Linked DNA regions of Mus musculus: regions 1 and 3 are each linked to region 2. A link is a contact called in public Hi-C and HiChIP or PLAC-seq data. All regions are on one chromosome and are shown on one strand. Each heading gives the region's core, a stretch centred on a gene start, on an enhancer-like site or on the middle of the called end of the contact. The rest is flanking DNA. Distances are from core to core; before and after follow the strand shown. Region 1 holds the start of Nipal1 (NIPA-like domain containing 1). Region 2 holds the start of Zar1 (zygote arrest 1). Region 3 overlaps Txk (TXK tyrosine kinase).

Region 1 (4,154 bases), core at 1,622-4,121, 67 kb before region 2:
CACACACACACACAGACACACAGACACACACATACATATCAGTATAGAAACAGAAAAGGATACAGCCAATTCTGAGTCACTATTCCTCAATTGCCTCATCTTAAACTTTTCTGAAGTTATTTTTGTCTTATGTATATAGGTGTTTTGCTTGTGTGTATGTCTGTGCACCACATACATGCCTGGTATCCTCAGAGGTCAGAAAATGGTGTCTGATACCCTGGAACTAGAGTTATAGATGAGTGCGAACTGTCTCGTGGCTGCCGTAATCAAGCTCATGCCCTCTGAAAGGGCAGTCAGTGCACTTGACCACTGAGCCATCTCTCTAGCTCCTGATTTCTTTTCTTAAAACCAAAGACATTCAGGTCAGGAAGACAGGAAAGGTCAGCTTTAAATATCACAGGCATTTTCCCTCTGTTGTCAAGCTATGGTCTGGACAAGTGGCTTCACTCCATGAAAGAAAACTTTGAAAACCCTTGATTCTCCTCTGCCTGAAGCTTGCTTTTTGAACCCCAAGTCAGCTAAGAGCTCCTTAGACGTGAGAATTTATGAATGTCCTTTTGGCAGCCCAGGATATCTGCCCTTGAGCCCATCATAACATCACTTCCACGGTCCCTGACACAAAATGTGTGTTCCAGGGGATGGCTGTTAAGTCTGGCATTCGGTTTCCCCAGGGCCGTGTTTCCTCTGCTAATAAAAGCGGTTTTGGCTGTTGAAGTTGATTTGAGTTCTGTTAGAACACTTGCAAATAGTACTGAAACCAAATTAGAAAAAAAAAACTTTGAGTATTTAAGTTTGTCTTTTTATTTTGTGATAATTTGGGATTATAAGATCTTTTGAAGTATTCAGTCATGGTTTTAAAAGTCAAAATCAAAGTACTACTGTAACTTTTGGGGGGCATCTTATGAAACGACTTTATCCTCAGACTCCATGATTAGCTCATCATTTTGATCTCGGGTAGATTAAAAACTTTCTCTAGAGGATCTGGGCCACCCAATCTGCAGACCACCTCCAGCTTCAGTACATTGACTGTTAGACTTTGTCACAGCTCTACACTCTCAAGTCATTTGCTTCTCGGAATGTCCTGTCATCAGGGTAGTAAACAGATTGGGAGTGCTAGCATTGAAGGCCAGACTGATGACAGTCCTTTAGGACCTAGGCCAGTGCTCGGCTCACAGGATTCTTGTTCATCACCTCAAACAAATCAAGGAAAACCAGACTCCATTTAAGACCCGCCAGGGTTCTGCCCTGTAGATTTCCTGAGGTAACCCAGTGCTACCTACTCTGTCAACAAGATTTCTTCCTACTTTAGAGAGGAAGAAAGAGAGCCAAGTGGATACACTAGGCCTAAAACCTAGTCTCCTACTACTGAAATTACAGATTGGCCTCTCCCATCTTTCCCAGTACCTTCCTGCACGGTTAATCATCGGGTGACACAGAGCTCCAATACTTCTTGTAGTTACTAAATGCATGAGCAAAGCAGGAAAAATATCCAGAGGTCAAATGAGTGGGTGCAATCTGCTCTCAGATCCTTGAACAAACAAGGGCAGGGTGCATTAGTGACGATCTGACTTGGCAGCTCCAGAATTATTTAGAAAAGGGACCAACTGCCACTAAGCGCATGACTGTCTAGGAAACAACCCTAGATGCAGCTGCCTTAGGGATACCGGTCTCAATGTGGGGATAGTTTGTGAATTGTTGCACATTTTCTTTTACACACCTTTCCCCTTTCTTACTAGCTGGGATTTGATGAGTCCTCTCTCTTCTTCTGTCTCTCCCCCCTTTTCTTTCTATTCCCTCGTTAAGTTATAAGCTGGAAAGGCCAAGAAGCAAGGACACGAATCTCTACAACACGAGGAGCTGTAGTTACATGGTCGTAGCATTAGGCTGGGAAGCACTCACTGTAAGGCACAGGTCTTACCAGACAGCTTCTTTGAGTCGTTAGCAAGTAGGTTAGAAATGACCTGACACCAGTGGGGATTAAAAAAAAAACCGATAATTTCGTTTGCAATGCACATTTCCCAAGGTTGCCCCACCTTTCCCCTTACTTCCATTCAGTTTTCTCTGACCTTCTGTGTAGAGACTGCAAGAAGCCAGTGGAAGTGAGGAACATCTGGCAAAGGTCAAGGGGTGGGGCCCAGGGGTTTTACCAGGCAAGGTGTGGGCTGGAAATCCCAGTCTAGCCCTGAGGAAGAACTAACAAAAGGGCACTCCCAGTTCCCTGTTGGAGTAGTCACCCTACTCAAAGGATTGCCCAGTAAGTCATACCTGAGCGATCTCTCCGTGGGACTCAGGCACAGTGTGTTCAGGGAGCACTGTGGGAAGCCCACGGGATCCCCGGCACGCCCTCTGCCATGTACTCCGGAGTTGAGGCTGAGCCAGGAAACCTCCTCCTGGATCAAACCCTGGAATCTGCCCTCAGCAAGCATCCTGAATTTCCCTGCCACACACTCAGTAGGACGTAATCAACATTGAGCCAGCCGGGGGACTAAGTGGGCGTCACTTCTGTCCTGCTCCGACTTGGGCTTCCCCACAGAGTCTGGAGTGCAGTGGGCTCAGCTAAGTATTTACTGTCCCGTTGGTGGGACAGCCGACTGGACGACTGGAATACTAAATGATTAGAAGACGGCGCGTTAAGAATCCGCACATTTTTCTGAGTCTAGTTTTGAGACCTCGCATCTGGGCTCCCAGCTACCCAAGTGACCCAACTGTCCCACCGCTGGGACTGACACTCACCTTCATGGCAGGGCTCTCCGGGTGGCAGCCTCAGCTGTACCCCCATGGCCTGGGGACCGGGCTTCCTCTGTGCTAGCAATAGTTTCTCACACACCAGTGTCCCGGGACCCGCTTTCGTTCCGGCGGATCGGTGGAGTCAGCGAAGGGTGTGCGCTGCCTCCGCCCCCGTGGCAGGCTCAGCCAATGAGAGTGACTGGGTGGGGCATGGGGTGGTTTGAGGCTCATTTTCCGCCCACCGCTCGCTCATCGCCGCAGAAGTTCCTTCAGTCACCGGTGTCTGCAGGGTGGACCCGGGAGCTGCACAGGTGCTTAGTCCAGAAACACCTGCCAGGAGGAGATGAGGTTACAGCGTGGATGCTGCCGAAGTCACTCGGGGAATTTAGTGATGGAGAGGCTGTCCCGAGGCCCCCTTCTGGTTGTCCTGGAGCAGACGAAGTGCTGGCCAACGTCAGTGGGTCTTTCTCATCACTGGCTTTTGTGGCACAAGGCGCTGTCTGCTGGAGTTCTGTGCTGAGTCCATGCTAAAGTTTATTCTGGGATTTTTTTCGAACAGGCTTGGTGCTTCTGCTCTCTCGTGCACGCCGTTGTCCTCCTTGTCTTACAATACCCGTGCTTACCTGTTTTCAACAATCAGGCATTTCCCTCTCCACCCACCCAGCTGCCTTATCCCCACGCCCAGTCGTATATGAAATAAGCTTTTCAGGGATCAGCAATGCCCAAACTGAGAAGACCTGTTCCCACGCTGAAGTTCATGATATTCCAGCAGTACACTACATAACATGCATGAGTCAACTCATTACAATTTACAGCACAATTTATTAACTACAGTTTGCAGGTGAGGGATAAGGATAAGGTAGAGAAAGCGGTGAAGTAACTTAGTCACGAGGTATTTATTATGCCTCATGAAGTGGTCACACTTACTGCTGAAGCCCTCAGCCGGAAGAGCCGAGATTGTGTGTTTTTCTGGGGTGCCTTTGCGCTTGACTGCTGTACCCCCATAGGCTCTAGGTATTCACGAACAGCTAGAATTAACTTTATTGCCTAAGAGTTTCACTGCAGAGATCCATCTTGCTTTTCTTGTTTTCAGGTTTATGAGACAAAACTTAAAACCAAATTAGTCAGTAGTTTAAGATGCATACTTTTTGTCTATGGGCATGACCTGTGGAAAAAGAATGGGGGAGGGGCAGGATCAGGTGGAAGTGGCAAAGACGGTTTAAGCCAGTTTTGAATTGGAAGCCTTGTGAAGTAGACATCTACTTAGATGCTTTCTTTGGACATCAGATTTCACGTTTTGTCTTCACCATAGACTGGCAATGATAATAAATCTGATCCCAGGTACTTCTTACTATTTAACAAACATCAGTTACAATGTGGCAAACCCTAACCCTAAGCACTTTATAAAAAATTGTTTAATTTATATT
Region 2 (4,357 bases), core at 233-2,732:
CTACCCTCTTCCACCTCCCGCCCAACTGCAAGAGGACTGTGTGTCTGGAAACAGGAAGTCAGAACGTGCAGCTCTGCACTGCGATTCTCAAACTTCCCGCCTCGCTTTATAGGTAGCATGTACATGTTCCCTCTGCTCTACGCCCTCTTCCAGTCTGCCGAGGCAGGGGTCTTCGTGTTGATCTACAAAATGTACGGAAGTGAGATACTGCACAAGCGAGAGGCCCTAGACGAAGACGAAGACACCGATATTTCTTATAAGAAACTGAAAGAAGAGGAAATGGCAGACACCTCCTATGGCACCGTGGGGACGCATGACTTAGTGATGATGGAGACCACCCAGACCGCCCTCTGACTGAGGAGATACACGGGAGCTGAAACATCACTTCCTATTTGTGACCATTGGTAGCGAGTATGGTTCGCATCCGGGATAAAGATGGGTTGACATTTCCTGTAACAGATTTGCTCTTCCCACTGTAATGTAGTATCTCAGTATTACCCATGTGTTTTTCTAACTCAACAGAGTGTCCCAATATTGCTTACACCTGGATCAGCTAAAGTGCCGCGTCCTCTGCTTAAGTAGTGTGCTGTTTGTTTGTTTGTTTTTTGTTTTGTTTTGTTTTTTTCCATTTCCACCAGCATTGCTACAGATAGGAAATGGGGTTGGAAATGTTTGTAAAACAGAACCATGGGTTTGTTCAACTTACAAACAACCGATTCTGTTCAGGGCGAGCCTGTATTGAGAAAAGTCCAAAACGGGTCAGTGAAACGACAGGATAGCATTGCATCGTCAAGCCAGAGAAAACCGTATTAATGTGTGTGACTACTTGATCTAGTATCTATTGTTAATGGCCATCAACATTGTGCAGGGGTGAAAGGCATTTTTCCCCATATGTTTCCTGTATGTGTATAAACGCATCTCAGCTCCATTTATCGTCTGAAGGAATGATTTACTTAGGAAAATGCGTAGACCTCACCTCAGGGAGAGAAAATGGGCCACTTTGTTCATCCGTGGGAAAGGGCTGTGGCTACAGGCTTTCCTTCCGGAAAGGCCTGTGGCTGGACACTGTCCCACTGCTCTGGTAGACTGGAGCTGTGATCTGAGACAACCTAAGAGGTTCAGAGCAGTCTCCTAACCTTGGTATTTTGCTCCCTAATCAGACACACTGGCCTCCCTTGTCTTCTTCATGACAGACATCTGGAGCTACAGACATGGGGGCCCACCTGGCTCGGCTAATCTCGGTGATGATTCTGGGGTTGAATTCTCATCTCATCTAGTTCCCCTACAAATCCTTGCTGTGGCTAGCAAGGAAAGCTCTTTTTCTGCATCCACGAGGGAGTGGGGGTGGGGGTCGCCTCTTAACCAGTGTGGGGAAGGTTTTGCTCCTCATGGCAACAGCAGGTGGTAGGGCTTTTTCTACCAGTGCGCGGCCGCCTATTTAACGCAGCGTGGAGGGCAGCTGGGCTGCGCTGATGGCTGCCTGGGCGGGCGAGGCGCGGGACGCACCCATGTTCCCGGCGAGCACGTTCCACCCCTGCCCGCATCCTTATCCGCAGGCCACCAAAGCCGGGGATGGCTGGAGGTTCGGAGCCAGGGGCTGCCGACCCGCGCCCCCCTCCTTCCTCCCCGGCTACAGACAGCTCATGGCCGCGGAGTACGTCGACAGCCACCAGCGGGCACAGCTCATGGCCCTGCTGTCGCGGATGGGTCCCCGGTCGGTCAGCAGCCGTGACGCTGCGGTGCAGGTGAACCCGCGCCGCGACGCCTCGGTGCAGTGTTCACTCGGGCGCCGCACGCTGCAGCCTGCAGGGTGCCGAGCCAGCCCCGACGCCCGATCGGGTTCCTGTCAACCCCGTGGCCACGCCGGCGCCGGGAGATCCCCGCGATCCTGGCAGACCGTAGCCCCGTTCTCGTCCGTGACCTTCTGTGGCCTCTCCTCCTCACTGGAGGTTGCGGGAGGCAGGCAGACACCCACGAAGGGAGAGGGGAGCCCGGCATCCTCGGGGACCCGGGAACCGGAGCCGAGAGAGGTGGCCGCGAGGAAAGCGGTCCCCCAGCCGCGAAGCGAGGAGGGCGATGTTCAGGCTGCAGGGCAGGCCGGGTGGGAGCAGCAGCCACCACCGGAGGACCGGAACAGTGTGGCGGCGATGCAGTCTGAGCCTGGGAGCGAGGAGCCATGTCCTGCCGCAGAGATGGCTCAGGACCCCGGTGATTCGGATGCCCCTCGAGACCAGGCCTCCCCGCAAAGCACGGAGCAGGACAAGGAGCGCCTGCGTTTCCAGGTGAGGCCAGCCTGATGGCCTGGACGCCTCCAGAATTGTAGGGCTCCTTCAGGGCTAAGCTGGTGGCTCTGGGTGATGCAGAACATAGAATTCTTCCATGCCATCCGTCTGGTTTTGTTTGTTTGTTTGTTTGTAACATGTTTGGTGTTTTGATTGCATGTTGTATCTGTACACTTCGTTGTAGTGGAGAGATGGGAGCAGAAGAGGGTGTCGGATCCCCTGGGACTGGCGTTTTACAGATGGTTGTGAGTCACCATGTGAGTTTTAGGATCGGAATTACGGTCCTCTAGAAGAACAGGGTGTTGTTTCACAGCTGAGCCATCTCTCCAGCTCTTTGGCATATAGGATTTTGCAGCCGCTGCCTGTTAATACAATGGGAGGCGTTTACACAATAAAAACCAACCCATATGTGTCCTGACCCACTGGCAGCCTCTGCTCCTGGGGAATGCCAGTTGTAATTATTCTGATCACATAAACGCTACACATGAGGTCTCCGCGGAGAATGCGCACAGTCTGGTTTGGACCAAACTTCAGATGGCTGAAGGAAGATAAGTGCACACATGGCAGAAACATAATCTTTTGAACTTCGTTGCGGGGAGAGTCGGTTTCCCAAGGCTCCTTTTTTTATTTCCCCTCTAGATGATCTGTCTTGGTTAACTTGCCGGCTTGTTCTATACCAGCCCCTTCCCTTCGTTTCTGAAGCTGTCAACTGAAGCTTCTCTCTCCCAAACTTGCCTGGCTTAAAAAACAAACAAACAAAAACAAAACACCCCCCCCAAAAAAAAAAACAACAAAAAAAAAAAAGAAAAGAAAAAGAAAAAGAAATAAAAGAAAAAAAAAACCACTCTCCCCATTCATCGAGGCCAGCCACTGCTAAGCTGTTGGATGGTCTTGAGTTGCTGCCTGTGCTAGCAAACAAGGAGGCACAAAGAGTGCTGTAGGTCGTATACCCCCACCAAAGAAATGGAGAGCCCTGAGCTCCAGGAGAGGACTCTGAGACATTCCTTGTTTTTCAGTCATTTCAAGGCTGGTGTGTTTGAGGTTGGGGTGGCAGTGGAATGGGGTGTCAGAAAAAATAGAAAAGTGCTTGGCGGTTGCTGTTCACAGCTGGGTGTGATCTCTTAGGCAGAAATCCCAAGTTTTCGGGCCTCTGTGGTGGTCGTTCACCTATAAAAAATTGCATTAAGAGTTCTTCCAAGCCCTGCCACTCCTAAAGACTTAGTTATAAAAACTTGTTTCCAACTTGTTTGTCACTAAGTGGGAAGCTTGGGAAGTTTAAGAACCAGGTGCTAACACTATGTAGTTCATACCAAATGAGCTAGACTTGGGTAGGTAGCGGGACTCTTTTGGAAACTTACCTAGCATCAAGGAAAATTTAGTATTGGTTGAAGACTTTCAAAGGTTTTAGAAGAGCCTTTCTCTTTCGGCATAACAACTTTCCCATGTGTGAGTGTCCTAATGCATCGCCCACATAAAATGCCACGGGAAGAATCCCAAACTCTAAACCGCACGATTTGGCTTCTCCCTTGTCTGAGGGGGGAAAAACCACTTATCGGTCTGCTGCTATATGAACTATCTTGTTTGGCCTCCGTTTACATATTTGTTTGATTGAGCTATTAGTTCACCTGGTTAACTTAGAGGTTGACCCAAGTCTAACCTTACTACCACGGTAATCTTAAAGTATCAAGTGGAATGTGGTCCCAGGTTCTGAAAATTAGGGTCACTCGGGCATCACTTGCTTAAAGTCTGGTACCCTGCTGTTCAGTTCTTAGAGCAGAAGTACGGCTACTATCACTGCAAGGACTGCAAAATCCGGTGGGAGAGCGCCTATGTGTGGTGTGTGCAGGGCACCAGTAAGGTAAGAGACACCGTGCAGCCCTCCTGCTCTGCTGTGTTGCCGAGTGTCTGCTCCATGCCGATGCTCTTTCTCCTCGCAGGTGTACTTCAAACAGTTCTGCCGAGTGTGTGAGAAATCCTACAACCCTTACAGAGTGGAGGACATCACCTGTCAAGTAAACCAAACGTTTGCATTTTGGAAGAGGGGTTTGGTGCACGACTTTGAGTATATTTCCTGA
Region 3 (4,612 bases), core at 2,033-4,532, 120 kb before region 2:
AATGCATTTTTGAAAGAGAAACAGAGAAACCTATTTGATTAGGTCACCATCAGACACTGTATAACCACTTTTGGAAACTGGTTTTAGTCATCACTGGGATAAACCTAATATATATCCTTGTATATATACACATATATATACAAGGATTTTTTAAAAAACATTTTGAGCTCTTCTTTTTGTTTGAGGCCCAGAAATTTAACCCTAATGAATTCCAGATGTTTTTCTGCATTCCTCAGCAGTCCAAGTTTTAAGTGTCTCATGGGCATTGTCATGGAGGTGGCCTGGCTGGTTCTGTTGCAATATGCAGCCAAGATCTATGTAGCTATTGTCCTCCCACTTCACTCTGCCTAGCCATTTGCACAGGTGGCTGTTGACTGTCTACATAGAGGATTCCTTCAGAAAGTTCCATGGAGCTGACAAAGACCTAGTTTACTGAGGCAAGACAAGACCCATTTGTATTCCAGAATCTTTCTGCCTTTCCTGGAACTAAAGAGCAACACAGAACTGGTGTCCCACCAACCTCCTGTGTGGACAAGAACTTTCTTCCTCAGGGATCTGTCCTCCCTCCCACCCCCCTCCCACATCTTATTAACAGATCTAGCCTTTTTATCTAAAGTCTAATGTAGAGACTCTCTAGTGGGAAAGGAACAGCCCTCCTCTGTTTCCTCTTACACAGTCTTCTCTTTTGAAACAGGGTCTCTTTATGTAGCCCTGGCTGTCCTGGAACTCTCTATGTAGACCAGACTGGCCAAGAACTCACAGATACCATCCTGTTTCTGCCTCTCAAGTGCTGAATTTAAAGGCATTCACCAGTACCTTTAAAACATTTTTCTCTTCCGACTTTATTTTTATTTTCTGTATGGAGGGGTTTCACCTGAATGTATGTCTGTGTACCACGTGCATGCAGTACCTACAGAGGCCAGAAGAGGGCATCTTATTACCTGGAACTGAAGTTACAGAAGGCCGTGAGCCACTCTGTGGGTGCTGGCAACAGACCCTGGGCCCTCTGGTAGAGCAGCCAGAGTTCTTAAACACTGAGCCATCTCTCCAACCTTAGGTAGTCTTTACCGAAGAGGGGCTAAAGGCGAAAGGTGATAGAATATGTGGGGGAAAGTGGGAACATGAAGACAGCAATAATAAATAGCTAAAAAACATCATTATAAGGCTGGAAAGATGGCTCAGTGGTTACGACTGCTTTTCCAAAGGTCTGAAGTTCAAATCCCAGCAACCACATGGTGGCTCACAACCATCTATAATGGGATCTGATGCCCTCTTCTGGTGTGTCTGAAGACAGTTACAGTGTACTTAGATATAATAATAAATAAATAAATAAATAAATAAGTAAAAAAGAACCATTATTGTATATGCAAGAGCCCAAAGCCAGCTGTCTCTTTCCCCATGCATTTCATATTCCTGCATATGAGTCTTAAGAAAAGTTATTTCTAATCTATATAAAATATACATACATTATAATATACTGGATATTTTTCATATCAGAAGTTCTATAAGAACACACTTATCCCCCCTTTTTTTGTGCCACACAAAATATAAGTAAGTGAGAGAAAATGTGGCACCAATTTGGATCCATGTTTTATGACGTGTACGGCTTTTCACTTATCATTTATTTACTACCTTGTTGTTACCTTTACTGTTAGAACACAGGGCTGTTTCTTTGCAGAATTAAGTTCGGACTCTAAAGAACATAAGTACTTCCCCAGTGTTGGGACTGTAGAACTGTAGTTTTCAGAGAGCCGGTGAAATCCAAGGAGACCTGGTTCTAGAGGAGAAAACAAATAAAGAACTATTTCCCTGTCTGCCATCAAGAAAACAAGAGGCACAAGCCCTTTCCAGGGGAAAGGCTGTTTTAGCAGATCCGAGCTGTCAGAGGTGTTTGAAGCAGGTAGGCCTCGGAGGCCATTAACACAGTGTGCTCGAATCCCCTGGTGGCAGGTATGTTTTGGACGATGAATATATCAGTTCTTCTGGAGCTAAGTTCCCAGTCAAGTGGTGCCCACCTGAAGTCTTTCATTTCAACAAATACAGTAGCAAGTCTGATGTCTGGTCGTTCGGTGAGTGCATGCATTTGCTGTCGCTAGGTTTGCTACAAAGGCAGCCTTCTCTTTTCTTCTCTCGCTTGTTTGTTTTTTGATATGATGTAGCATTCTTTTTTGTTTGTTTGTTTTGTTTTGTTTTGTTTTTTTGTTTTTGTTTGTTTCAAGACAGGGTTTCTCTGTATAGCCCTGGCTGTCCTGGAACTCACTTTGTAGACCAAGCTGGCCTTGAATTCAGAAATCTGCCTGCCTCTGCCTGCCTCCGGAGTGCTGATTAAAGGCGTGTGCCACCACCGCCTTGCCATGATGTAGCATTCTTTTTTTTTTTTTTCCTTTTTTTTTCTTTTTAAATTAGGTATTTTCTTCATTTACATTTCAAATGCCATCCCAAAAGTCCCCCAGACTCCCCCCGCCCCCACTCCCACTTCCTGGCCCTGGCATTCCCCTGTACTGGGACATATAAAGTTTGCAAGACCAAGGGGCCTCTCTTCCCAATGATGGCCGACTAGGCCATCTTCTGCTACATATGCAGCTAGAGACACGAGCTCTGGGGGTACTGGTTAGTTCATATTGTTGTTCCACCTATAGGGTTGCAGACCCCTTTCTTAGAATTGGGAACAAAACACCCATGGAAGGAGTTACAGAGACAAAGTTTGGAGCTGAGACGAAAGGATAGACCATCTAGAGACTGCCATACCCGGGGGTCCATCCTATAATTAGCCTCCAAATGCTGACACCATTGCATACACCAGCAAGATTTTGCTGAAAGAACCCTGATATAGCTGTCTCTGTGAGACTGTGCTGGGGCCTAGCAAACACAGAAGTGAATGCTCACAGTCAGCTATTGGATGGAACACAGGGCCCCCAAAGGAGGAGTGTAGCATTCTTTGTAACTCTTCTTGTAACTGCTTTGGTGTCTGGGGTCAGACACCTCCCCACACAGCTCTGCTCTCTTGGTCTTTTCCTTCCCCAGCAAGCTCTTGCCATGAAGCTGTAACAAGACGTCTGGCAACATAAAAGGCAAATACAGCCAAAACTCCCATCCCGCAGAAAGGCTCTGTGCCACCACTGAGTTTCCAGAGTGTTTAATAAGCTCCCTTGTTTAGTTAAGCAGAAGCTCAACTGTTTTTCAGCTTGACAATTTGAACTTAACAACTAGATTAGGAAACACAGCCCACACCCTTCCCTTTATACTTTCAAGGCTTATGGGATTAGCAACCTCGTCTGGGGATCCTCGCACCTTGGTTTCTGAGGGAGGGTGGGAGGAGGAGATGTCCTTGGCTTCTGAGGGTGGAGGAGATTAAGGCCTTGCAATTTGAATGAATCCCTTGTCTTGGTTCCAAGTGACTCTTGTGTTTGCATGCTTTCTTTGCAGGAGTTTTAATGTGGGAAGTTTTTACAGAAGGAAAAATGCCTTTTGAAAATAAGTCAAATTTGCAAGTGGTGGAAGCCATTTCTCAAGGTTTCCGGCTGTATCGTCCTCACCTGGCCCCCATGACCATATACAGAGTGATGTACAGTTGCTGGCATGAGGTAGGTGTCCCTTATTACTGAGACTGTACCATGGCAACCAAAATTGCCTGTTTGCTGGTATGCCCTGAGAGTCAGCGCACCACTTCTCTTATGACGCCCCCTCACCCTGAGCCTTGTCTCGTTTCCAAGCCTTGTCTGCAGGAGATTGGTTCTTGCAGAGACTGGATGTTTCTAAAGCCTCTTGATTAGATGATCCATTATCTTGAAGAACTGGGTGACAGAATTAAGGACAGAATCTGGTTTGCTGAACTTCCCCCCAGAATATGGAGGTTGCTGTTTTATTTACTGCACTTTGCTTCTGTTCACTGCCACTTTCAAGCCTAAAAGTAATGGGTTTCATCTCTCCCTGGCATGTAAGACTCCTCCTGATAGAGAGATTAAACCAGAATAGAAACCAAAGGCAGACTGTGCTGGGAGCCACCACTTGGGAAACCATCACTTAAGGAGTTGCTCTTTTTGTTGAAATGACAAGATTTAGAATGAAGCCAGAGGGGTCGGTTTCTGTCTCCCCTCCCCTCTCCTTTTCTGGGCATCTATTCAACAGCCCTTCTGCTCTCATCAGACTGTGATGTTGAGAGCTCTCCTTGGTAGTTAGCAGGCTTAGCCCAGAAACATCACAGCTTGGTGGTGGTGGTGGTGGTGGTCTCCTGCTGCCTGAAACACAAACTAACTCACATGCATCGTTTGATTCCCAATCCACAGACACTGCAAAAACCAGTATTTCAAGAGTAACGGGATTGTTCATATTCCAGAGAAGTGTTTTATTTAGGATGATCCCAGTGTATGCAGATAGTCATGATTAGCTGTTCCACAAGGAATCACGAAAGACCTGAGGACTGTCACGTAAGCTGTCAGTGGCAACAGGGGGAATGCCTTTCCCATCACAATGTAAATAGCTTAGGCCATGCAGATGGTGGCTGCAGTGATTTGACTTAGAATTTTCCAACTTTATAATGCCATGTTTGGAGCATCAAGCATTGATCTTTTCCTGGGAGAATAGTATTAAGTAGGAGCCTCCCCTGGGATGC

Evidence for each region. Hi-C and Micro-C count contacts between places; a contact is called where the count stands out from the background. HiChIP or PLAC-seq counts read pairs in DNA pulled down with a chosen protein or histone mark.
Region 1: a contact with region 2 is called in a Hi-C map of myeloid progenitors, with 2.1 times the contacts expected there. The contact joins the promoter of Nipal1 here to the promoter of Zar1 in region 2. A contact is called at or near these places in 3 of 39 promoter capture datasets (macrophages, stem cell-derived epiblast-like cells and trophoblast stem cells), 4 of 484 Hi-C or Micro-C datasets (CD8 T cells, embryonic stem cells, myeloid progenitors and 1 more), 3 of 115 datasets of contacts at active chromatin or transcription factors (embryonic stem cells, memory CD8 T cells and pancreatic cancer cells) and 3 of 9 other capture datasets (adipose tissue, liver and pancreatic islet).
Region 3: a contact with region 2 is called in an H3K4me3 HiChIP or PLAC-seq map of forebrain, with 7 times the contacts expected there. The contact joins the enhancer-like site here to the promoter of Zar1 in region 2. A contact is called at or near these places in 4 of 484 Hi-C or Micro-C datasets (the G1E-ER4 cell line, Th2 cells and embryonic stem cells), 3 of 115 datasets of contacts at active chromatin or transcription factors (craniofacial prominence, forebrain and stem cell-derived neural progenitor cells) and 3 of 9 other capture datasets (adipose tissue, liver and pancreatic islet).

The regions. Positions count from the first base shown.
Region 1 is chr5:72,646,513-72,650,666 of GRCm38.p6, reverse strand. Nipal1 (NIPA-like domain containing 1) reads right to left here and starts at 2,871. Exons shown (of 6, transcript NM_001081205.1): 1 at 2,734-2,871. The coding sequence starts at 2,779.
Region 2 is chr5:72,578,209-72,582,565 of GRCm38.p6, reverse strand. It overlaps Zar1 (zygote arrest 1), which reads left to right and starts at 1,482. Exons shown (of 4, transcript NM_174877.3): 1 at 1,482-2,282; 2 at 4,048-4,140; 3 at 4,220-4,294. The coding sequence starts at 1,509. It also overlaps the pseudogene Slc10a4l.
Region 3 is chr5:72,698,066-72,702,677 of GRCm38.p6, reverse strand. Txk (TXK tyrosine kinase) reads left to right here. Exons shown (of 15, transcript NM_001122754.2): 13 at 1,951-2,069; 14 at 3,427-3,584. Among named protein-coding and RNA genes, the nearest start is that of Txk, 52 kb to the left of the region's middle. Within about 2 kb of position 3,282, at least 23 of the 459 cell types and tissues checked have an H3K27ac peak or open chromatin away from gene starts, as enhancers often do. A contact at or near this core is called in forebrain, where this site is marked.